Linked DNA regions of Mus musculus: regions 1, 2, 3, 4 and 6 are each linked to region 5. A link is a contact called in public ChIA-PET and promoter capture Hi-C data. All regions are on one chromosome and are shown on one strand. Each heading gives the region's core, a stretch centred on a gene start, on an enhancer-like site or on the middle of the called end of the contact. The rest is flanking DNA. Distances are from core to core; before and after follow the strand shown.

What was found. Promoter capture Hi-C pulls out the DNA fragments that hold promoters and counts their contacts. ChIA-PET counts read pairs in DNA pulled down with a chosen protein or histone mark.
Region 1: a contact with region 5 is called in a promoter capture Hi-C map of fetal liver, with 4 times the contacts expected there. The contact joins the promoter of Tnfaip8l2 here to the promoter of Tars2 in region 5. A contact is called at or near these places in 6 of 39 promoter capture datasets (the C10 cell line, fetal liver, hippocampal neurons and 3 more) and 2 of 9 other capture datasets (embryonic stem cells and pancreatic islet).
Region 2: a promoter capture Hi-C map of liver shows a contact between it and region 5, with 2.7 times the contacts expected there. The contact joins the promoter of Psmd4 here to the promoter of Tars2 in region 5.
Region 3: a contact with region 5 is called in a promoter capture Hi-C map of liver, with 3 times the contacts expected there. The contact joins the promoter of Tmod4 here to the promoter of Tars2 in region 5. A contact is called at or near these places in 4 of 39 promoter capture datasets (fetal liver, hippocampal neurons, liver and 1 more) and 1 of 9 other capture datasets (pancreatic islet).
Region 4: a contact with region 5 is called in a promoter capture Hi-C map of liver, with 2.7 times the contacts expected there. The contact joins the enhancer-like site here to the promoter of Tars2 in region 5. A contact is called at or near these places in 4 of 39 promoter capture datasets (cranial neural crest, hippocampal neurons, liver and 1 more) and 2 of 9 other capture datasets (adipose tissue and liver).
Region 6: an RNA polymerase II ChIA-PET map of effector CD8 T cells shows a contact between it and region 5, with 9 read pairs. The contact joins the promoter of Gabpb2 here to the promoter of Tars2 in region 5. A contact is called at or near these places in 5 of 39 promoter capture datasets (the C10 cell line, erythroid cells, pre-B cells and 2 more) and 3 of 115 datasets of contacts at active chromatin or transcription factors (craniofacial prominence, effector CD8 T cells and embryonic limb bud).

Annotation. Positions count from the first base shown.
Region 1 is chr3:95,140,432-95,144,686 of GRCm38.p6, reverse strand. Tnfaip8l2 (tumor necrosis factor, alpha-induced protein 8-like 2) reads left to right here and starts at 2,333. Exons shown (of 2, transcript NM_027206.3): 1 at 2,333-2,372; 2 at 4,091-4,255. The coding sequence starts at 4,137. It also overlaps the pseudogene Gm9169.
Region 2 is chr3:95,040,679-95,044,683 of GRCm38.p6, reverse strand. It overlaps Psmd4 (proteasome (prosome, macropain) 26S subunit, non-ATPase, 4), which reads left to right and starts at 2,070. Exons shown (of 10, transcript NM_008951.2): 1 at 2,070-2,176. The coding sequence starts at 2,151.
Region 3 is chr3:95,123,188-95,127,294 of GRCm38.p6, reverse strand. Tmod4 (tropomodulin 4) reads right to left here and starts at 2,781. Exons shown (of 10, transcript NM_016712.4): 1 at 2,717-2,781; 2 at 1,618-1,780; 3 at 1,319-1,475; 4 at 768-884. The coding sequence starts at 1,740.
Region 4 is chr3:95,193,579-95,197,609 of GRCm38.p6, reverse strand. All of the region lies in intron 7 of Gabpb2 (GA repeat binding protein, beta 2), which reads left to right. Among named protein-coding and RNA genes, the nearest start is that of Gm16740, 22 kb to the left of the region's middle. Within about 2 kb of position 2,344, at least 32 of the 459 cell types and tissues checked have an H3K27ac peak or open chromatin away from gene starts, as enhancers often do. A contact at or near this core is called in liver, where this site is marked.
Region 5 is chr3:95,752,420-95,756,635 of GRCm38.p6, reverse strand. It overlaps Tars2 (threonyl-tRNA synthetase 2, mitochondrial (putative)), which reads left to right and starts at 1,659. Exons shown (of 18, transcript NM_027931.3): 1 at 1,659-1,878; 2 at 2,121-2,317; 3 at 3,506-3,629. The coding sequence starts at 1,798.
Region 6 is chr3:95,215,641-95,219,606 of GRCm38.p6, reverse strand. It overlaps Gabpb2 (GA repeat binding protein, beta 2), which reads left to right and starts at 1,665. Exons shown (of 10, transcript NM_029885.1): 1 at 1,665-2,018; 2 at 3,339-3,393. Mllt11 (myeloid/lymphoid or mixed-lineage leukemia; translocated to, 11) reads left to right here. Exons shown (of 2, transcript NM_019914.4): 2 at 1-1,063. Gm16740 (predicted gene, 16740) reads right to left here and starts at 2,150. Exons shown (of 4, transcript NR_108026.1): 1 at 1,549-2,150; 2 at 58-168.

The DNA of each region.
Region 1 (4,255 bases), core at 1,084-3,583, 610 kb after region 5:
TCTACCTCACTGAAGCCGAGTCCGCAGTGCCGCCGATACCGTCAGTTTGCTGTCGATGCTCTGCTGGTACTGAGACTCCAGCTCTTCATTAATTTTCTTGTCTTCTTCCCCTGTTCAGAAGTGAGATGTTGATTTGTGATCTCCTATAACAAGACGACCAGTGTGTTCTTTCTTTCCTGCACCCATAAGTCTCAAGAACTTTTGTTTTCTTTCTTCATTGCCTAAGTCTGCTGCCTCCCAATTGCTAGATCCAAGATCATCGTCAGGGGAGGCTAAACGTATCACCCCATGTGGGTGAGACTCCCGGGCAGCACTCATCGTAGCTGGGATCCCGACGGGGATATGCCAAACACACTCGCAGTTCTCCTCAAACGTGACACCAGCAGCCCTCACCCAGCCACCGGACCAAGCAGTGCCACTCCAGAACGCAGAGCCCCCTCCGAGTTCTCATTTCCATGGACTTTTAAGAAAAAAAGTTTAGCAGGAAGATGATGGCACACACCTTTAATCCTAGCACTCAGGAGGCAGAGGCTAGCTTGGTCTACAGAGCGAGTTCCAGGAGATAGGTTCTCTCAATGGCTCATTACTTACTAAGTACTAAAACTGACCTTGAATTCACAGAGACCTGCCTTCCTCTACCTCCCCAATGCTGGGTCTAAAAGTGTGCACCCCCACATACAGGTGCGGTGCTTTATTTTATTTTGGTTGATGGCTAATATGGGAGGGACCAGATCACTGTGGGCACGTGGGCTGGTGGTCCTGGGTGCCATATGAAAAGAAGCTGAGAAAGTAATGTGATAAACATTGTCTTCTATGACCTTTGCACCAATTCCTGCCCTGACTTCCTTCAATGATGGATTATAATACGGAAGTGTAAGCAAAATAAACCCTTTCCTCCCCAAGAATGGTGGTTCATCATGGCAATAGAAACTCTGAGACAGGCCAGTGAAACTATGCCTCAAAGAAAGTGAACCAGACCAGGTTCCTGAAGATGACATCAGAAATTGTTCTCTGAAGCCCGGCGTGGTGGCACACACCTTTAATCCCAGCCCTTGGGAGGCAGAGGCAGGCAGATTTCTGAGTTTGAGGCCAGCCTAGTCTACAGAGTGAGTTCCAGGACAGTAGGACAGTCAGGGCTATACAGAGAAACCCTGTCTCAAAAAACCGAAAGAAAGAAAGAAAGAAAGAGAGAGAGAAATAAATAAATAAATAAATTGTTCTCTGGTCTACACACATGCACACACTAAATATGTTTTTAAAGACTTTTATTGTTTGTATGTATGTGTATTCTACATGTGTGTAGGTATCCAAGGAGACCAGAAGGTATTAGATCCACTGGAACTAACTAGTGGTTATGAACCACCAGATATAGGTGCTGGGAATAAAAGTCAGAACATCTGGAAGATCAGTGAGTCACTGAGCCATGGAGTCGCTGACTCCAGTCTCTGGAAGCCCCCAAATCAGTTTTTAAATCCCTGAATCCTAAGGCCTTTTTTTGGGTTCTCAATCTGTGCTGAAGAAAGCTATATAATTCACTCCTTTAAAGATTTGTGTGTCTGTGTGTGCCCAAGTGTATGTTCATGTACTGATTTATTCAGGTGACTCTGGAGGCCAGAAGAGAACACTGGAATTCCTGGAGCTGGAGTTGTGGGTGGTTTTTCCAAGACAAGAATTTTACTATGCAGCCCTGGCTGGCCTGGAGCTCACTCTGTAGACCAGGCTGGCCTTGAACTCAAAGATTGGATTGTCTCTGCCTCCAGAATGCTGGGATTAAAGGTGTAGTTTTGCCTCATTGGAGTCTACCCTCATTTATCAGGCCCTTTAAAGCTATTAAGCTCTGTACTCCAGCGTTTTGGCTCGATGCTGACACCTGCTGGTCACGCATGGCTCAGCAGCCCTAACCTTGGCACCTACCTCCTGCCTGCTCTGGCTGGGGCAGTCTGTGCCAATCTTACCTTCTAGGGCCTGAAGATGCTTGTATAATGCTGTTCTACTACACCACTCGATGATCTTTCAGTACTTCCCTCACTGTCTCTCACATTAAAATCTGGACTCTGCACGGTTTTCAGTACCACAAAAATATTAGGCAGCAAGAAAGAAGCAGACCTTTTATTAGGTGGAGGTGTGTAAATCCGTCCTTGCCACTTCAGAGTTGGTGCTTCCTACAGAATTCCATTCCTTTTGACCTTTGTCTTATTTCTAGGTGGCTCTTGGGACACTGGACTTCTTGGTGACAGTGATGATGAACCGGAGGTGGAGAGTAGATAGGCGGGGCCTGGGGTGGGGCTAGACCAAAGGGCCTCTTAGGAGCTTCTCCATTCTGTGAGCTCTCAGAAACATCCAAGGCCAGACTGGCACCCAGCACACGGCAGGTGAGAGTCTGGCAATGACAGAGGGTGGGTTTCGGGGTGACACTGACAGGATATCCTGACCCTTTCACCTTCACCTTTCTTTCTGTCTTGTGAAACTCTCGCTTGTAGAATTCTTGGGTCTCCCCCTCTCTCCCCAGAACCATTTTAGTGTATTTAGTGGATGGGGCAAGGCTGTCTGAGAGTGAGACCTGGCTTGGGATGGTGGCTGAGTCTAGAGCTGAGGGACAGAGATGCACATGGGGTAACGACTAGAGATTTAGAGATCTACAGTATCTTCGGACATGGAAGTACAGTGACGCAAAGTGAAAGAAACCTTTGCTAGGCTAGAGATTCATGAGGGTCACGTAGAGGCTGGGACAAAAAGAGCGAGTGACATAGCTACCCTGGGAGGACTGGGGACCTAGTTGGAGATGGCAAAGGGAGCAATAGAGAGCTGGGTAAGAGGAGGGCAGGTAGGGAAGGAAAGCGGGCCCCTATAGAAAAATCATCTCCAGTGTGAAAGATCCACAGGGCAAGGCAGAAACAAATCAAGATGGCAGGTTCCCATTGGAGTGATTCGGCTGCCGGAGAGAGCCCCCTGGCTGTCCTCCCTCTGAGAGGACTCCTATTTTCATTTGAGGGAGAGGGTGAGGTTGCTCCTTCATTGCGGTCACAGCCACATCCTGCAGAGCCGGGGAGGGGGAAGTAAGAAGCAAAACAACCAGAAGAAGCACAGTCAAGGCCCATGGTGAGAAGACCCTGTCCGTAGGCACAGGATATACCACCAAGAAGGCCTCGCTCTGCTCAGCCTAGCCAGCCTGAGACCACTACCTGCTGCCGCAGCCACCCTTCAAAAGAGCGCCCTCCTTGTTGGAGGGCGAATGTGGAGGGGTTATTTGACTTGTAGCCTATTTTTTCTCATAATTTGTGTCTGTTATTTATTATGTATATGTGTGAGTAGAGGCCAGAGGTGTTGGGTCTCCCTGGAGCTAAAGTTATAGGTGACTGTGAGCATCTGTTGTCTGAGAGTGTTGTCCCACTCCTTGAAGCCTGTTTTCATACTTACTAGGCCAAGTTGCTTAAGATCTCTTAGCTTTGCCCAGAGGTGGTGGCACATGCCTTTAATCCCATCACTTAGGAGGCAGAGGCAGGCAGATCTCAGTTCAAGGCCACCCTGGTCTACAGAGCGAGTTCTAGGACAGCCAGGGTTATACAGAGAAACTTTTGTCTTGAAAAAACAAAAACAACAAAAAAGAGTCCTTCAGTCTGAGATTTCTCTCTGTAAAACAGGGCTTGTCACCCATATGAAGTTGGTAAACCAAGACAGTTAATATCAAACACTTGGCACACAGTAGGTTCTTTAAAAAAAAAAAAGCCAAGTGTTCTATTTAAGATTCTGGAGACCCTATATCTCTCACTTCTTTTAAGACTTTATGGTACCCCCACTGACATGAGCTTTGGATCTCAAGCCTGGAAACAGAGGGGCGCTGTGCAAATTCCCTGTCGGTCGGCCGCCGCATAGCCCACTGCCCTGACTCCAGCCATGCCCACACTCCTCCAGCCAGGCTCTCCCTGCTCCTCGCGGCTGTTTTGGAGACACAAATGTCTTGTTTACAGCACGGAAGGGAAAAAGCAGAAGCAAAGCCTACAGGATGGAGGGGCCCAGGGGAGTGGGAAGACAAAGCAGGCAGAGCGGTGAAGATGAGGAAAAGCCATTTCTCTCCTTTTCTCTCATTTAGCCGGTTGCCTCTTCCAGTGACTGATCACACACCGACCGCAAGCACCATGGAGTCCTTCAGCTCAAAGAGTCTGGCACTACAAGCGGAGAAGAAGCTGCTGAGTAAAATGGCTGGTCGGTCCGTGGCGCATCTCTTTATCGACGAGACCAGCAGCGAGGTGCTAGA
Region 2 (4,005 bases), core at 821-3,320, 710 kb after region 5:
GACTCTGATTCCCTCTGGACCTCTGCAGACACTGCATGCATGTGGTACACGTACATACAAGAAGGAAAATACACATACATGTAAAATTATAAAATAAGCAAAGCCTTTAAAGACAGAAAAACTGTACTCCTAAAAGCAGAACAAATAAGTAAGTTTAGCTAAAGCATACTTTATTAAAATCTATAAAGCATTTGCAAGAACTAGAAACCAGGACCAGGATTTCCTATTGTATTTCCTGGGTTGTGGGGTACTAATTAATCAAAGCATTTTGAATTTTGTGGTTGTTGTCTTGGTTTTGGAGACAGGGTTTTTCTGTGTAGCCTTGGCTGTCTTGGACTCACTCTGTAGACCAGGCTGGCAGCAAATTCAGAGATCGGCCTGCCTCTGCCTCTGAGTACTGGGATTAAAGGCCTTCACCACCATTGCCTGGCAGAACTTTGTGGGGTTTTTTTTGGTAGTGTTGGGGTTTGTTTATTTTTACTAAGGGTTGAAATTGGGGCCTTGGCTGTGCTCAGCAAGCACTGACCACTGAGGCCCTCCTCAGGTACTCGTTCATTTTTAAGTTCTTATTTTTTAAGGTGTCTGTGTGTATTGTGTATGTTCTCTCTGTGTGTATATATGTTTCTCTCTCTCTTTCTCGCTGTGTGTATGTGTAGGTGTGTGTAGGTGTGTGTGTGTGTGTGTGTGTGTGTGTGTGTGTGTGTGTGTTTACTTGAATAACCACAGAGGCCGGAAGGAGTCATCAAGTCCCCTGGGGCTGGAATTGTAAGCAGCTGTTAGCCACCCCATATGGATGGTGGGAACAGAATGCTACTCCTCTACTAAAACAGGATGGACTCTTAACTATGAGACATCTTTTAAGCCCTTCTCCCTTTTTATTTTTGAGAATTCTCTCACTAAATTTCCAAGATGACCATGAATTTGTAATCATTCCATTATATAGGTGGGATCGCAGGCAAGTGCCAACAGGTCTTCTTTTCTTTGACCCCCAGAAAAGGTCTTATTGTGTATAACCCTGGCTGCCCTGGAACTCATTATATAGATCAGGCTGGTCTAAAACCCACAGATGCCTGCCTCTGCTTCCCAAGGGTTGGTGTTAAAGGTTAATTAACAAACCAAAATAACTTGCTGGCTATCCTTCGTTCCTTGGGTGATTACATGGTGTTTACTGCGGGCTGGGGAAATGACTCAGTGCTTATGAGAGAGCGCTTACTGCTCTTCCTAGAGGACCAGAGTTCGGTTCCCAGAACTCAAGACAGGCAGCTCACAGCTGCCTGGAACTCCAGTTCCGGATTTGATATTCTCTTCCAGCCTCTGCAGGGCCTGAATACACACACAAACGCTTAAAAATTTTTTTTGGTTTGTTTTTTTTTTTTTAATTGGTCAAAACTTTTCTGGATTCCTTCATCCTGTCAGACTCAATACTGGAGTTAGGAATTGCATAGATTTTTTTTTTTTTTTTTTTTGGTAGGCAGTAGATAGGTAAATCGAATTTGAGGATACAAGTGTTTGTAGCAGTTGCATAAACACAGTGCAATGGGAAACAGGAAGTTAAAATGTGGTTAACGATGCTGACACACTTTTTAAGTGATTATGCTTGGACTGACATATCCACAGTAGTGTATGCACTCATGAGTGTCTGTTATGTGTTCGAGGCAGTGTCACTACGTAGTAGCTATGTTGCCCACGTTGGCCTGGAAATTGCAGTTCAGATCTTAGCATGAGTGTGCCCCTTGTAAACAGCACTGGGAGGTGAAGCAATAGAGTTTATTAGCCTGAGCTCCACAGCGAATTGCTGTCATCCTTTTTCAAACCGTAACAACAAAAACAAATCAAAAACCCAAATATACAAAAGAAAGAGAGCAGAAGAGGGGGTAAATTACAGCTCTCCTGCCTCACACTGGAGTGTTGCTGCCAGGCGAGTGCAGAGAGCTTACAGCTGTTCCGGAAGCTGCTGCGAAGGTAGCCAACTCTATTGGATAACCAACCTTTCCATTTCTGTGGCGCCTACAAGTCCCAGAACACACCGCGGGGCGCGGAGGCGGGGCAGCATGAAGACTGAGTTCTTTGATTGGTGATGAGCACCAGGCCAATCGGAGGTGCTGTTGTTTGTCAGTCCCGGAGCCGGTCCGCAGAGGGAAGGAGGCAAGATGGTGTTGGAGAGCACTATGGTTTGGTGAGGAGCTTCGGACGTGGCTGGGGGGCGCGTCTGGGTTGTTGGTGCGCGTGGCGCCGAAACCCGAGGGCCTGGGCTGGGGACTGGGTCGCCGGGCGAGATGTGGCTTCGGGGCCCGCGGGACTCTGGCAGACGACTCCCTGAGTCATCCCGGCCCAGGAACGCAGGCCCGGGAACTCCTGTTCCCTTCCCTGAATTTCAGGTCTCCCATAAAGCAGAGGCCAACTGCCCCCTCCACTCGCCTCCAAGTTTTTCTTTTCTCTGTACTTTATCGCATGTAAACCTCACAACCGCATTCTTGGAAAATAGTCCTTGTCTCATAATGAGTCGGAAGGACTTTAGGGGATCCGCTGTAGTCACACAGCAAATTAAGAGGCCGTGATAAGCAGGATGAACTAGGTTTTATCAGGTTTATACTTGGGATGAGTACCTATTAAGAGTTAGATTAGAAACTGAGGACAAGAAAATAAATAGAAAGCTGAGAACATATTTTTTTTCAGGGCTACAAGAGGACTTTGTTTTGTGTTTTCTGGGAATTGAATCCAGAGCATTGTGAACGCTGGGAACGTGCTCTACCAATGAGCCTCATCACACACCTGGATTGCATTTATTATTTGTCATCATTATTGTTTTAGATGGAGCTTTGACACTGTAGCTCAGACTGGCTTTGAAGTCGCTATTTGAGAAGATGCACAGGTTGGCCTTGAACTTGGAATGAGTATGTAGGATTAAAAACTTGAGTCACTAGGCCCATGTTTTCATTTGGAGATTGGCTAGCACTGCCACCTAAATGCAGGATGGCTTAAGCTTGGTTTCCTGCACTTGGAGGATGAGACAGGGAGTTTTCATGATCAGGACTACCTAGCAAGGTTCTGTCTCAAAATAAGACTACCAGAATGCCCAGTTAAATTTGAATTTCAAGCAAATCATGAGTGATTTTTTAGTATGAAAGGGAATTTTAAGTCCAACCCAAATATTGCTCTTACAAGTTACTTGTTGGGGCCGGGCAGTAGTGGCACACACCTTTAATCCCAGCACTTGGGCAGCAGAGGCAGGTGGATCTCTTAGGGGTTGAGGCCAGCCTGGTCTATAGAGCAAGTTCTAGGACATGCAGAGAAGCCCTGTCTCAAAAGGTGGTAAAATAAAACAAAAACAACAACAAAATAGTTACTTGTTGAGGGTGGTGAGATGGTTGGGTGGGTAAGAGCACAGAGTTTGGTTCCAAGCACCCATGTTGTTTGCTGCTGCCTTCTTTTTTTTTTTTTTTTTTTTTGGTTTTTCGAGACAGGGTTTCTCTGTGTAGCCCTGGCTGTCCTGGAGCTCACTTTGTAGACCAGGCTGGCCTCGAACTCAGAAATCCGCCTGCCTCTGCCTCCCGAGCGCTGGGATTAAAGGTGTGCGCCACCACGCCCCTCGCTGCTGCCTTCTTGACAGGACCAGAAGATCAGTGCCTTTGATCTCTGTAGGTGCCCGCACACACACCTAAAAACAATAAATATAAATCTCGAAAGTTACTCATTATTCATCTGAAATTAAAATTTAACTTTTAAGTCCTATATTTTTGTTTTTTTTTTTTTTAATTTTTTTTTTTTTTTTTAGATTTATTTATTTATTATATGTAAATACACTGTAGCTGTCTTCAGACACACCAGAAGAGGGAGTCAGATCTTGTTACGGATGGTTGTGAGCCACCATGTGGTTGCTGGGATTTGAACTCTGGACCTTCGGAAGAGCAGTCGGGTGCTCTTACCCACTGAGCCATCTCACCAGCCCTATTTTTGTTTTCTAAGTTTGCTTTCACTTCTGGGATAGAGTATGTTAAAATAGAA
Region 3 (4,107 bases), core at 1,532-4,031, 630 kb after region 5:
AGCCCTGCCTCCTGCCTCTCTTTGCTAAAGCAGTTTTAGAGCCTGGTCTTCCACTCATGCGGAGTTTCTCACCCTCCCTCAGCTCCAGGAGTCTCTTCCATAAACCTGCCAAGGCAGTGACTTCTAACACATGAGAGGGCCCAGGAGGCCCTTAAGGAGCTTCGAGAGGAGAGGGTGAACCATCTACAGAGAAGGAAGATCCTCAGCCAGTTTCAGGCAGAACAGCTCCACTTTGATCTGCCTTCCCAGCCCCTGTAAGGCTGCTCTTGAATGAGCCAATGTACAAGGGAATAAGAAAAGTTAAAAACCAAGCTGGGCGTGGTGGCACATGCCTTTAATCCCAGCACTCGGGAGGCAGAGGCAGGTGGATTTCTGAGTTCGAGGCCAGCCTGGTCTACAAAGTGAGTTCCAGGACAGCCAGGGCTACACAGAGAAACCCTGTCTCCAAAAAAAAAAAAAAAAAAAAAAAAAAAAAAAAAAGAAAAGAAAAGAAAAGAAAGAAAAAGAAAAAGAAAAGAAATGTGCCTGGGCCAGGTAGTGATAGTGAATGCCTTTAATCCTAGCACTCAGAAGGCAGAGCAGGCAGATTTCTGTGAGCTCGAGGCCAGCCTAATCTACAGAGTGAGTTCTAGTACAGCCAGGACTACATAGAGAATCCACTGCTAGAAGGTTTCTGAGACATCGTGTTCTGGCTCAGGCCTTTCCTAGTCCTATGTCAAGATGCCACAAGCCCCATCCCCAACCTTCAAGGACCGGCGGCTGCCCACCTGCAATGTCACACATTTCAGCATCTGTAGCATGGGACAGCGCTTCCTCCAGCTCAGGCTCCAGCGTAATCTGTTCCTGTGCTGGGATTTCTCTCTTAGGCTGAATAAAGGGTTTTCCTGATAGAGAGATGAAGGACTGTTCAGGCAGAGGTGGTTTCTTCCAAGATGGTGGCTCCACCTTCTCTATCTTTTCCATATGGGGTCAGACTGGATCACTAGTGACATCAGAAAGCCTGAATGTTGTACAGGGACTCTCTGGTCCTCTCATTCCCTCCTAAGGATTGAAGAGGACAGGCTGGTGTGCTGGCAGATGTCTGTGATCTCAGCATTTGGCAAGCTAGAGTAGTAGGACTGCTAGTTCAGGGCCAACCCGGGCTGCACAAGGAGATCCTATCTCAAAAATCAAAAAACTGAAGAGAACAAATTAGCATGTAGTCATCAAGACTGAGTCTCTGACAGATCGCTACTGGAGACAGGGAGAATAGCTAGCAGGGAGGCACAAGAGACAGCCATTTGGCTCCTGGGAGGCATAGATGTTAGGGTGCCCATACCCTTCTTCTCGCCAGTGTAGGGCACCAAGTCATCACGCTCTTTGACTTCTAGCGCCTGTTGCTCCAGGTACTGCAATAGGGCATCTCTGTCCAGTGGCCCTGTTGGACTCTTCTTTGTCTGGTCACGTTGTCTCAGGCCAGCTGGCAAGAGCATGTTCTTAGGGATGAATTTTGGGGAACAAATTAAGCACTCTCCAGACAGATATTCCCTGGTCCTTTTGGGATTTCATGTCTTGTTCTCAGCTACCTAGAATCACTCCTTCCCACATACAAAGGGATGCCCTGGCCTGTGCTCCTACCTCAGGATCCATTTCTTGTAGCTCACAGTCCAGCTGTTCTAGCTCTTCAGGGCTCAGGGTCCTTAGGATCTCATCTTCGTCGATGTCTCTGTATTTCTCCAGTTCCTTCTGATAGGATGACATGGTGGCCCCTACCCCTTCCCCACGGTGTGACACTCACAGCCTGGGGGACATGAGAAAAGTTGTTGGATGTGGACACTGAGGGCACAAGAAGTCCAGCCATAGTTAGGACACTGACCTTAGAGACTAGAGTCTGCCAGGGATGGGAAAATCAGATAGTTCACTGTTAGTTTCCCTCCTAGTCCCTGCACTTTCTAGCCATTCTAGATGGGGATTCTAGTCTCCAGGCTGGGTCTATCCACCCACCGTGCGATGGAGAAATCCTGGTAGCACCCTCCCCTACAACCTTACCCGGCAACGTCTCTTGCCCTGACACAGCTGCTGGAGGCCCTGCCAGCACAGCTGGCTCCACGCCCAGTTCCTATTGAAAGGTGGGAGGGGGAGGCAGAGAGCTCCAGGAAAATTCCTCCTTTCTTCCCCATTACCCAGGCCTGTTGGAAACTGGTAAGCAAGGAGGCTTGACTGGGTTAGAGTGGTTGCCTCTAATGACACCCTCACTCCCTCCTTCATTGTCAAGGACCAAGACCTCACTTTCTGTGTTTGCTAAAAGTCTAAATCAGAAGGGAAAGTAAGGCTTAGAAGCTGGGGCACTTCCAGATTGGGGGAAGGGCAGTGTGGCCTCAGAAGGCATTCGGTTCCCATAATCTGTCACCAGAAAGGTGACACTGGAACCCTGGGTAAAAGAAGAAGAAGAAGAAAAAAAAGTCTTCTAAATGAGGAGGTGGGATGATAAACTTGCACCACCTTTCAGTGGGAAAAACAGTCAAGCTCTAAATACATACCACACTCAACATGGAAGGTGATACTGAGCGTGAGGCACTGACAAGGCAGCTACAGAGTCAAGACAGAAACATCGGCGGCAGGACACAGCAGAGACATGCCAACTCTCTTCCCCTAGGCCCACTCTGCCATCTCCCACCAGGCTCTCACCCGTAAGACCCCTTGTTCCCACCTACCAGTCCCAATGGTCACCTCTCACCTCCCCTTGTCAGTTGGTCCGTCTGTTCTACTGGGACACTGTCCGGTCAGCAGGAGGAGTCTGGTGCCGGGGGAGAGCGTGGGGGAACAGTGAGCTCAGCATTTTATTATTTTAGCTCTGGCCAGGTGGGGAGTGGTGGGAGATCACATATACACAGACCCCATACCTTGCCCAGCCCTGAGAGCCTCTAGTGGCCAGTATCAGCCATGACATGTCCTCTTTCCCTGCAAGCAGAGTCCTCCAGTGGAGAATCAGATGACTCCTACGGTAGGGTACCAGTTCTGCTCAAAGCACTGAATAGAAGATGATGTATCAATGTAACAGCCATTGTGCCTCACACCTGAATTCCCTTGACAGGGGACACTAAGATAGGACTGCTACAAGACGGAGAGCAGCATGAACTTCATGGTGAGCTCAAAGCCTTGTAGTAATTTTTTTTTCCTTTTTAACTTTTTTAAAAGGGAGAGGGGGCACATGCCTTTAATCGTAGCACTTGGGAGGCAGAGACAGGCAGATTTCTGAGTTCAAGGTCCAACCTGGTCTACAGAACAAGTTCCAGGACAGCCAGGGCTAGAGAAACCATGTCCTGAAAAAACGAGAGAGAGAGAGGTCTCAGGTGGTTAAGACTGCTGCACAATTGTGAGGTCCCCGCACCTACATAACAGCATAACAGGGTGGCAGACACAGGAACATTGGGGGCTTGCTGGCTCCTGATAGCCTAGAGAACAGGAGCCCAGGTTCAGAAAGAGAGCCTGTCTCAAAGGATAGGTGGAATTACAGATGACCCTGCCTGGCCTCTGCATAGGTGCACCACCCGACACGTGGTTGTATACATAGACACATACAGAGACACACACACTCAGTGTAAGGATTTTGTTCTGGTATTTAAGAGACTATGTACTGGCTGGTTTTATGTGTCAATTTGACACAGGCTGGAGTTATCATGGAGAAAGGAGCTTCAGTTGAAGAAATGCCTCCATGAGATCCAGCTGTAAGGCATTTTCTCAATTAGTGAACAAGGGGGAAAGGCCCCTTGTGGGTGGGACCATCTCTGGGCTGGTAGTCTTGGGTTCTGTAAGAGAGCAAACTGAGCAAGCCAGTAACATCCCTCCATGGCCTCTGCATCAGCTCCTGCTCCCTGACCTGCTTGACTTCCTTTGGTGATTAACAGCAATGTGGAAAGTATAAGCTGAATAAACCTTTTCCTCCTCAACTTGCTTATTGGTCATGATGTTTGTGCAGGAATAGGAACCCTGACTAAGACAGACTAAGAGAGTTAAATATGGATAACCCAGGTAAGTGTAATAAAAATGATAGACATGAGTGCAGGCATCTTTATGACACCCACTACTTAGTAAATACATGCTACTTAAAAGGACAGAGCAGGAACA
Region 4 (4,031 bases), core at 1,095-3,594, 560 kb after region 5:
GTTTTGGTCCCAGCACCCTTCATGTGGTTCTCAACTGCCTGTAACTAGTTCCAGGTGATCCAGTGCTCTCTTTTGATCTCTGTAGATACCTGCTGGTACAGGATGCACATAAACCCATGTAGGCAGCCATGCACACACACATATACACATAAATAAAAATAAATATAGTCTTGTAAAAAGAAAAATCCACAGGACTGGAGAGATAGCTCAGCCATTAAAGGGTAGCTCACAACCACAGCATCAAGAAGAACACATGGAACAGAAAGAGACTGTTTACAGCTAGGAGCTGACTGACTGACGAGCAGCTTACCTTTGGAAAAGTCTTCTTCTAAGTCTTGTGTACTGATCTCAAACATGGGAATTTAACAGCTTGTTTTATGAGGTGGTTGAATTGGGTTTTTTTGGTTTTGTTTTGTTTCGTTGTTTTGATTTTTTGTTTGTTTGTTTAGTCAGTCTAGGCCTGAAGCTTTCTGTGCAGCCCAGACTGGCCTCAAAGTCTTGAGCACTTGATGTCCCTGCTTCTCCTTCCCAAGTGGTAGGATTGTACCTGTACACCACCATCACAGGCTTGAGGACTTTATCCCAGTGTCCAGTTGATTCAGGACTTCAGAAGTAACTCTTAAATGATGAGAGGGCTGGAGTGGCAGTCCTGAAGCAGGAAACCACTTCATGAGCTAGAGGCCAGGGGCGAAGGGCAAGGAGAGGTGACAGTGTCACATCCCCCAGAAGGCAACAGTGAGCTTCATTGTATACGCTCATAAGTTTTCTCATTTTGTTTGTTGTTGTTATTGAGACAGGGTTTCGTTGTGGACATCCCTGGCTGTTCTGGAACTCAGGGATCCTTCCCTGCCTCTACCTCCCAAACACGGTAAAGATGTGCGCCACTCCCACCTCCACTTTGCCCCACCCCCCTACCTCCAGCTAACACTTCATTTTTTTTCAGTTCACTTTTGACCTTTTTTTTTTTTTTCCAGACAGGATCTCTATGTAGCCCTGGTTCTCCTGGAACTTGTTAGGAAGATCAGGATGTCCTCAAACTAAAAAGATCAGCACATGCCTTTAATCCCAGCACTTGAGAGGCAGAGGCAAGCAGATCTCTGAGTAGACCAGCCTGGTCTACAGAGTGAGTTCCAGGACAACCAAGTGTACACAGAGAAAGCCTGTCTCCAAAACCAAAAACAATAAAAGGAGGCCAGCTTAGTCTAATCAGGGTACCCCAGAGCCTATTTCAGGAGGACAGATTGGCCACTTCCTGGGTAACAGCATCAGAGGCTGACCTCTGCCTTCCATGTGAGCATACACTACCTCAAAAGAGTTACCAACAGGCTGCAGGCTGTACTCTGGGTACTCCGGCCCACTGCCCTCTTGGAATGTATTCAACAAACTGTTCGTCTCCCAAAATATAGTTATACATGTATTTGTATGCATATTTATGTTCCTTTTTCCTTTTAAAATAGTCTCATTTAGCCTGGGCTCACCTGTAACTTGTATAGCCAAAGATGACCTTGAATTTTTGACCCTCCAGCCTCTGTTCTGAATGCTAGGTTTACAGGCTCATGCCCCTCCCTGCTGGGAATAGAAACCAGGGCTTCAAATGTTCTAGGGAGGCAAACACGATACCAACAGAGCTACATTCCCCAGCCCTGGCAGCTGCAACTTTTATATTGACTTAATTCCTTGCCAGCTGACAAGAAGTCTCAATTATGAGGTCCAGGTCCATTGTCACAAGACGGGGCAAATAAGGCTGGATTTGGAGGGAGAGATAAGTTGATGCTTGCCATAATCTCTGAAGTTACAATGAAAGACTGGGGGAAATGAAATTCATAACATAAAAAGTATACTTCTGCAGAAGTGTTGAGTTACTTCATAAAGGTAGACTCGTTCATCATCAGCGCTAATTCACTAACCTAGATGTTTGCTGTGAGAGCAGCATTCAGATACACGAGTAAAACACTACAGTTTTTTTTAAAGCACATCACGTTGTAGTTAAAGTAGAAAATAGTGGTTTTCAAAGCATTAACCCATTGTGCCTTGCTGAGTGTTTGGAACTGGAAACTTGAGGCTTGTATTAGCTATGAAAGCGCATGGTTACAGCCCAACACTTGGAAGGTGGCAGCCAAAGAGTCAGAGTTCAAAGTCATACATGGCTACGTAGCAACTGTGTTGGCAGTCTATGCTACACAAGACCCTGTTTCCAAAAGCAAAAATAAATCAATAAAATGTGAAGTTTGGGGAATATTTGTTTACTTGAGACACCTTTTCACTGTGTAGTTTAAGCTGGTCTTAGACTTGTACTGAGCCATTTCCCTGGCTCAGCTCTGTTGTGCTGGGACCATAGACATTGTCAATCATTTATCCAGCTTCAAACCCTGAGGCTGTTAAGCATGTGTGCTCTGTAAGGCTGTCCTGTTCTGTCATTATCTGCGGATGCACAGCCCAGGAGGAGCATTGTCCCCTCACCATGCTCAGTTTGTGAGGAGCCATGCTCTGTAAGCCTGCTGCCAAGGAGGGCTGCACAGAGGCCTCGGGAGTGGGTGACATCACGTTCTGCTAGGCACTAGCAATGGAAGAAAACAAATAAGTAAGGGAAATGTAGTCGACTGTGCCAAGCACATTGAATTAATCTACTGTTGTCAATGGAACATTTACTTTGTGGAGGGAGTGGAACATGCTGAAGCACACGTGGAGTCAGAAGACAGGTCGCAGGAGTGGCTTCCTCCTCCCACCATGTGGCTTCTGGGGATCAAGCTTGGCAGCAAGCACCTTTACTGCTGAGCCATCTCAGCCTTAAAAGAATTTTAACCACACAGTTGGCTGAAGTCCATTTGGATTAGGGAACACAGTAAGGATGGGGCGAGGCTGAGGGAGGATTTATCTCCTTCCCACTGGTCCTCATTTTCCCTTTCTAATGGATTCGGTGACCCCATGCCTCGGCATCACAGTCAGATCCCATCACCCCAGGACTGGCCACACTTGCAGCCCTCACTTGGTGTCAGCCCCCTCTCCAGCTCTCTCAGAGCCTCAGCTTGGTGGCCCATCTGCTAAGTGAATTACGATTTCTTTTGTTTTTTATTCTCCAGCACTTTTAAATTACATATAAAATATCAAAGAACTGTGCCAAGCATGGTGGCACATATTTTAAATCCCAGTAATTGGGAGGCAGAGGCAGTCAGATCTCGATGAGTTTAAGGACAGCCTGATCTACATACAGAAAGTGTTCCAGAACAGCTCTGGTTACACAGAGAAACCCATATCCAAAAAAAAAAAGAAAAGAAAAGAAAAGAAAGGGAAAGAAAGAAAGAAGAAAAGGAGAAAGGAAGAGAGAAAAGGAGAGAGGAAAGAAGAAGAAAGGAAAAAAAAAGAAAAAGTAAAATATTGAAATCCACAATCTGGTTCCTCCCACCTTTCATGGTTACACCATGTGTGCTTAAGTTTGGCTGGGAACATAGTTCTGGCGTTTCCAGTGGAGTTGGGCATATGTGTTGCAGAACGCCCTTCTGATAACTACAACAGTAAGCTTTCAGGGGCCAGCGATATGGCTCAGCAGGTGAGTGCTCCCACCAGGCCCAGCAACCTAGGAACTCACATGGCAGATAGAGAACCAACTCCCACACATCATTATGGCCTCTGGGTGCACTACACAGTCATAAAGTAAAAAAAGAAATGAAAATTAAGTATCAAGTTACATAGCAGTGAAGAAGTTACAGTTTGTGAAGAAAAAAATCTTAGGAATTCATATAGCTAGGGGCAGATAATTGGAGGAGGTACTCTCCTACAAACCCTGGAAGGGTCTGGTTGCCTGCTCTTTCATTAATGATAGCCAACTGTTGTGATATATTGGCTTTTTTTTTTTTTTTTTTTTTTTTTTTTTACTATATAACTGTGTTTTTATACAACTGCCTCCCTTCCAACCCTTATCACATCCTAATCCCTTCCAATTCCCAACACTAGGTAGGAGAGAAAGAAGTTAGAGGGAAAAGGGGACATAGATCTCTTTTGACTACTTCCTGAGGTTAGGAATCATTGGGATC
Region 5 (4,216 bases), core at 410-2,909:
ACATGATCAGTACATATTTAACATATATTTATTGAGCACCTCCTAGATTGTTGTCTGCAGTATGACGCTACCCTGCCTCTGTTATAGTGCCACAAAAAAATCTAGGTCTGCCATTGCCATTTTTTGTGAATGTTGCACTCTGACCACAAGAACACACACACACTATCTTCCTCCCCACAGCCTTGTCTCTTTCTTTGTATTTCAGGATGTCTAACATATCAGAAGATGGAGCCCCAGAGTGGCCTATGACTCAAGTCAGCTGCCCTCCTCAGGCAGAACGAACATTGGGCTTTGGAAGCCTAGGTTAAGCAGCTTGTTCTGACAACTCTTCCACAAGACCCCATGATCCCATCACCACTGCAATCTGGGAATGGACTAAGTGTCCCCACCCCCAGGTGAGGGACTACTTGAGTTAATAAGGGTGCTAATAAGTTCATTTCCCTTTATGCTTCTCCACACATCTGACCGTGTTTCTGTTTTTACTGTGTAAAGCTAATATGTCTAGCCCTGCATCTGAGATTTAATGGAGAGAGATCAAAGAAAGAATAAAGAAAGATGAAGGTGGGGTGCTGATGAGAGACCAAAGGCTTATGTAAGGAACAGAGAACAAGATGTTGGATGTCTCTAAGATGGTCAGGGAGTCTATTGGAAATAAACTATGGAAAGAACAAGGTATGCTGGAAGAGTGCACACTGCAGATTCATCGGCACGCATGTTTTTTACCTTAAACTACCTTCTGTAATCTTTGAATTCCACATCTGAGACCTGTAAGATGGCTCAGCAGATAACAGGTACTTACTGCCCAAGCCTGGCAACGTGACTTTGACCCCTAAGACCCATGTAAAGTGAAAGGACAGAAGTGGCCACAGAAAGGTAGCATGTGACCTACAAAACTGTGCCGCCCACGCCTTCAAAGATTCTTCACACACACGCAATAATGATTGATTGATTAAATTCCACATCTGTGACATTAAGAGGTCTCTAAAGTCCCTCCACCACGACTGCAAAGGAATGACCACCAAGATAGTCTTAGAGTTGTTACATTCAGTGGTAATAACAGTGTCTTGCAAGCCGGGCAGTGGGCGTGCACGCCTTTTATCCCAGCACTCGGGAGGCAGAGGCTGGTGGATTTCTGAGTGCTAGGCCAGCCTGGTCTACAGAGTGAGTTCCAGGACAGCCTAGGGGAAAAAGAGAACAAAAACAACAACAAAACCAGTGTCTTGCTGCTGGTGCTAATTATCATATACCAAGCACCGAGATGAGCAATTTACACAAAATGTACCTTCAGAATGGAACATATATTTTTATTCTTGTTTTATAGATTAAAAAATCGAGATTACAGAAAGTTTACTTAAAAAAAAAAAAACTACTTAATGCCAGATCCAGGATTTACACTAAATGTTTAGTTCCAGTGTCTGTACTTGTTTCTTGTCAGCTTTAAGAATGTTTAATAAATTTTATAATTAAAGGAAAATGACTAACTTCCACTTCCTGTTTTTCTCTCATTCTTGCCCCAGGAGGTATGCCCTGTCCTCAAAGTTGGATGCCTTCTTGTCACTTTGGGAACCCAGACTGCAGGTGTGTGCAACAGCTTCCACTTTCCGGTCAACCGGAACCTTTCCCAGAGCGGCTGCTGCTGTGTGGGTTCTACCTCAGCGGAGTTCCTGGGGGTGGTGCCCGGCCGGAATGGCGGCTATGTTATCCAATAGGAAAGGATATTACTGACTTAGAAGCCAATGAGGAGCCTGGTGAGGAAGAAGCGGTGATCGGAGCATGGAGGTACCGATTTGAGACAGCATGGGTCTCTGTCTGAGGTGGCGCCGGCTTGGGTTCCCACTCCCAGAGTTCCGCCGCTGCGAGCTCCACACCGTGCGTGAGGTACGCCAAGCTCCCAACCATTTAGCCCAGCGGAGTCCAAGGGGGCAGGCTGTCCAGCCCCTCCTGGACCCTGCTGCCCCACTCGGAAATGTGCGGTTCCTTTGAATCCCCAAATTAAGACCTAGTGTCACCCAGTTTCCACCTTAAAACCAATGCTTCTTAAACACCCATAACCCCTACGACCCCATTCCGGAGTAGTGGAAATAAGCCCGCGATACCTCCTAACGTGCCTTTTCCTCCAGGCCTCTGCACCAACTCCTCCACATTGGTTGGCAGAACGATTTGGCCTTTTTGAGGAGCTATGGACCGCTCACGTGAAAAAGTTAGCAAGTATGACACAGAAGAAAGCCCGGGCTATTAAGATATCACTTCCTGAAGGCCAGAAGGTAGATGCTGTTGCATGGAACACAACCCCTTACCAACTGGCCCATCAGATCAGGTATCAAGCCAGCCTTTCTACCTACAAGAATTATTTTTCTGTCCTTTTCTGCACCCGGTCAGAAAATGAAAGCATCTTTTTGTTTCTCTTTGGTTTTTCGAGACAGGGTTTCTCTGTGTAGCCCTGGCTGTCCTGGAACTCACTCTGTAGACCAGGCTGACCTCAAACTCAGAAATCCGCCTGCCTCTGTCTCCCAAGTGCTGGGATTAAAGGCATGCGCCACCATTGTCCCGCTACATTTTTTCTTTTTCTTTGTTTCCCATCAGAAAGGTGTAGTCTTTGGGCAGGGAGGGGGTTAGGGTTGGGGGGGGGGGTCAGTCAGTCATTTAATTGATTACCACACAAGCATAAGGACCTGAAATATGAATTTGTGGAAGGAAACTGACTCCTAAAAATTGTCCTCTGACCCCCCCCCCACACACACACACACACTGTAGCATGTGTGCCCCACCCATAAATAAATGAAATAATAGTTTCAGGTTAAAAATAAAAAGGGTGTGGTGACATGTGCGTGTAATCTGGTCAGCCAACCTAGCCTGCTGGCGATGCTCTTTGCCAAAGAAAGACCCTCTTCTAAAGGCATGATTGTTGACTCCCGAGGAAGAATGCACACCTACTCCCCCAGAAAAGCATCTTGTTAAAAGAAAAAAAAAAAAAAAAAGGCTGGGCGTGGTGGCACACGACTTTAGTCCCAGCACTTGGGAGGCAGAGGCAGAGGCAGAGGCAGGGGGATTTCTGAGTTCGAGGCCAGCCTGGTCTACAAAGTGAGTTCCAGGACAGCCAGGGATACACAGAGAAACCCTGTCTCCCATGTGCTAAGATTGCAGGTGTGAACCCCTACGCTCAGATAGTCCTTCTTGCCAAGCATAGTGCTACAGGCCTGTAATCTTAGCATTCAGAAAGTGGAGGTCAAAGATTCAGAATTCAGGGCCAGCCTGGGCCAAACAGCAAGACCTGTCTTTAAAATAGAGGGTAGGATGAGGACTTTTTTTTTATAAGGATTTGTCTTTATAGTTTCAGAATTTCTGCCCTTCCCAATGTAGTGGATACATTGGGAAAAGAAACAGCAGATCTTTACTGCTCTGGAAACTTCACTCAGCAAATTAGAGTTGCTGAGAAAAGTCAGCCTCCTGCCCTGGGGATTGTAACAACTCTGTCTTCATTCCCACTACCCTCCTACTGCTACAGTGTAACACTGGCTGATACTGCAGTGGCTGCTGAAGTAAATGGAGAACTTTACGATCTGGACCGACCCTTGGAGACAGATTGTCACCTCAGATTTCTGACATTTGATTCCCCAGAGGGCAAAGCGGTAAGTTTCTCCCATATGGTGAGCACAGTGCCTAATTATCTGAGTGATCTTTAAACAGGAAAATGTAATTGTTCTTTTGCTTCACTTTCTCAATTCAAAAGTGGGGAGGAGACTGATCACAGACTAATTATTCCTGTGGAACCTGGAAAGTCTTCATGAAGGCTTTTATTTAGCATTGGTCTATAAAGCAAATACCTTGTGTGCTTGTGAAAGGGGGAGAAAAGGCTGAGAAATAGGATAACCTATTCAACCTCTTGTGCACACAGTGTAAGTCATCCGTGATGTCTGCCTAGTTCTCATGGGTTCCATAACGGAGCACAAAAGCCAGGGCCTTCCACTTTGTTTGTTATTAGAGTTCAGAAAAATATATTTATCATCTAAATGTGACTAGTGAACCAACCCAAGAATAGTTCCATCCCAGCAGATCCCAGGAACAGAAAATAATGGCACTAAGCAAAACAGACTGCTAGGACAGCTACTGGGTGGGGCCCCGGTGTGTAGCAACAACACACACAGCAGTATTAAAGAACTGTGGGTTGGTTTTGTTGTTCTGTTTTGTATTTTTAGGACAGTGTCTGGCTATGTAG
Region 6 (3,966 bases), core at 416-2,915, 540 kb after region 5:
ACACGCAGGCAGTTAAAGGTGGGAAACAAAGGAGTGGGATGAGGAAAAACATCGCACCGTTTCAGAGGTAGCTCCTTTAATATCCAGCTCTGCTTCCAGCTGTGGGTAGAAATGCTCAGAAAATCAGATTTGAGTCTTCACAGGGAAACTTCACTATGAGGATAATTCCTAAAAGACAAAAGATGTATCTGATCTAAAGAAACACCAGAGTATTATTAGGGGAATTTATATAAAATTGTGATTTTGTCATGGAACAGGCAGATGTTTTGGTCCTAAGTATTTTAGCTTTGCCTTTCTGTAGTTGCAGTATGTGATAGGAATCAGTGATTCCTGACACAGTTCTTTGGCCGCCATAAGACCGTGAAGTAAGCAGTTATGTTCAGACCCTACCCGTCCCCATTCCTTCCAAAGCTATTGCAGATGAATTGCGGAGCTGTTTATTCATTTATGGAATAAAGACGTTAAATCCTAAGTCTGGGGCTTAGTTTTTTCCATTCCAATGAAGTACTACAGATTTTACTCACACTTCCGAATCCAGCTTTCCCTTTTATCTTTTTTTCTTTCTTTTTTTTTTTAAGTGAAGCTTTTCTTTTTATTTTAAAAAGATTTACTATACTATATATGAGTACACTGTTGCACTCTTCAGACACACCAGAAGAGGGCATTGGGTCCCATTACAAGTGAGCCAACATGTGGTTGGTGGGGATTGAACTCAGGACCTCTGGAAGAGCAGTCAGTGCTCTTAACCACTGAGTCATCTCTCCAGCGCTTCCTTCTGTCTGTCTAATATTTGACTTTGAAGAACAATTTAGGATTTGGACATAGCTCAATGGTAGAAGGGCTTGCCAAGCATCTACAAGGCCCTGCTAGGGTTCCCCTGTAAGCAGCCAGTGCTCAGAGATTAGCCACGCCCCCCAGCCCATTATTAACTTTTAAATTTGTGTGGTTTTCTTCGGAGGCGGGCCTTGAACTCAGAGAAATCCACCTGACTCTGCTGGACTCTGCTAGGGTGGGCCTAGCACTTTGGTATTAAATTAGGAGACCTGTGCCTCCTGCTGTGATCAAAGGCGTGTTTGTTATTATTACTGATTTTAATTTTTAGTGTGCATTGGTGTTTTGCCTAAATGTATGCTTGCTTGTGTGAGGGTGTCAGATCTTGGAGTTAAAGGCAGTTGTAAGCTGCAATGTGGGTGCTGGGAATTGAACTGGGGTCTCCTAAGGCATTGCTCCAGCGTCCTGTTATTGATTTTTGAAAGGTTTTCTCCGAGCTTTCTCTCGGTCCTTATATCAGTTAAAATGGTGAACAGAAACCAAGATAGACTGGTAAATGAAAGACATGCAATTTCATGTCCCATCCTATTCTAGTCTTCCCCCCAAAAGTTCAGGGGTTCTTTCCTGACCTATATTCAGGACACTGGGAAAGTGTCCGGTCAGACAGGAGTGCATAACCAGAAGGTCCCGAATAGCGGAAGCAAGATTCTCCCCCAACCCTCAAGTTAGCCCGGCGTTGAACCAGCAGGAAGGTAGAGTGCGGACGCCAACACGCACCAGTAACCAGTTCCTCCGAGCGCTGCACTGGTTGGCGCCAAAACTACCATCTGCGTCCGTCCCCTGCCGGAACTATCCCTCACGTAAGCCACGTAATCGGTGATCCTGCGCCTCGCTAAGTAGTCCCGCTCAGGATGCCCGCGGTATACGTTTTTCCAGCTCACGAGGTCCTCAGTAGGAAGGAGTCGGACTCAGAGGTGCGTTGAGGTCCTGAGAGAAGGGCAAAGTGGCTCCGCTAACCCATTTCCTTCAGATTCCTCCGCCAGGACGTATAGTCACAGCGCCTTCACTTCCGGGTCCGCCATTTTATTGCCTCCATTTCTCCGTGAGGGGGGGTAAGGGCCCCCCCAAATATGCATATGTGAAAAGGCCGAAAAGTGAGGCCGCTGGCAAGGAGTCTTAACTAGAGAAAGAAACGGGACCAAACTGGCGGGCCCAGTGAGAGCGAAGCCGGCAGCGCTCCGGAATAGGTGAGGGGGAAAGGACACGCAGGGTTCCGGAGCTTCCGAACTGCGATGCAAGGGGCAGTGATAAGTGGCCGGCCCAGCCCGGCCAGGACCTGTGGGCGCCGGCCTGCACACTGCCGGAGCGGGGGTGGCGGCGGGGGGGAGAGGGACCAAGAGGAAGGGGATGCTGTCGGGAGGAAGGGGAGGGGACTGGGAGGTGAAGGGGGTGGGTGGAAGACCTGGGGCTGGGGAGCTGGACTCCGGGAAGCCAAGGCCACATGGGGTGACCACGAGGGGGCGGTGTGGCGCAGGAGTCCGGGCTGCCACTACAGACTGGGGCTCCCACTTGCAAGTTGGCGCCCCTGAGTTTGGCAGAGTGCTGATGTCAAAAACTGAGGGATATGTGACTAGGGAGGAAGTGGGAACTGGACTTTTCAAGGTCCAGTAATAACGTGAAACTTTAGTAAGTTCATAATGTGAACAAGAGCAGTCATGGACTTATATCCAGTTCTCAACACAGATGCTTGTACAGCTGGCCTCCCAGTGGGAATGTGTGGGGGGTGAGGGGGGGGAGAAAAAGAAAAAAAAGTACAGACCGAGAATTCTTCAATTGCTTTCTTTCTTAGCGTGCACCTCTTGTCACAGATTTCCTCCAGGAATTCTGCTGTCTCCCTCTTCCTATAAAGGATTTTCTCTAGTTTCCAATCCAATATTTGGGTCTTACTATGTAGTTTGGATTGGCTGCCTCACAGCGATTCTCTAACCTTAGCCCCTGGAGTGTTGGAATTACTGAGGTGAGCCATGTTTTTTGTACATGCTTTGCAAAGAACAAACCACCACACCCAAATGATAAACAAAAGTTATTATTCTTTGGTAATGGGCTGCTTTGTCAAGTGCTCAGGCACTCCATGGTTATTAAAATATTTATTGAAAGTTCTGAACACTAAGTACTCAGTGCTTGAGAAGAGGAGAGAGAAAGATCCAGGTGTTCAAGGCCAGCCTGTGCTACTTGACCCAGAAAGGTCTCCTGGTCTTGTTTTGTATTTTATTGGCTTCCTATTCCTAGGAGGCAGGGTTGGGAGTATAGCTCAGAGGCAAGTGTGAATGTAGCATGCCTGTGGCCCTGGATTCAACTCCTAGCACAGAGGGACTAGGAAGAGAATTTAGAAAAATCTTAGGATACACACTAGACAAACGCTCATGTGAAGTTTATGTGGATGCATATCCAGTAAGGGAGAACAGTTCCCCTCTGTAGCATTCAGAACCATGGGGTTGTATAGGTTGGGCAGGTGGAACTTAGCATATAAAGCCAGCGAGACTGACAGTCTTGAGTTTGATCCACAGAGTTGAAGGAGAGAACCAACTCCTGCGAGTTGTCCTGTGGCTTCCACATGCTATGGTGAGTGAATACACACAGAAACACACACAAGCTAATTAGTTAATTTCAATTGCCTATGTTATTCTCTGGTCTTAGGGTTCTACCAGCCTTTATGTATGGGGAGCTAGAAGAATGACCCACCAGTCTCCCCATAATGCTTTTTATTTAAAATACTTTATTACATTTTGTGTATGTGTGCTCACTTACACACATACCATGACTTTCATGCATGTGGAGATCAGAGGACAACTTAGAGGATGTGGGAGCCGGGCGTGGTGGCGCACGCCTTTAATCCCAGCACTCGGGAGGCAGAGGCAGGCGATTTTCTGAGTTCGAGGCCAGCCTGGTCTACAGAGTGAGTTCCAGGACAGCCAGGACTACACAGAGAAACCCTGTCTCGGAAAAAACAAAAAAGAGAGGATGTGGGAACTGGGGATCCATCAGGACACCAGGTTGGCAGCAGATATGTTCACCCACCAAGCCGTATATAGACCTCACTGATCTCCAAAATCATCGTCTTGCAAATGCATTTTAATCTAGGTAGATGCTATAGGTTAAATCAGGAGTGACAGGGCAGGAAAGAAGGCATGTCAG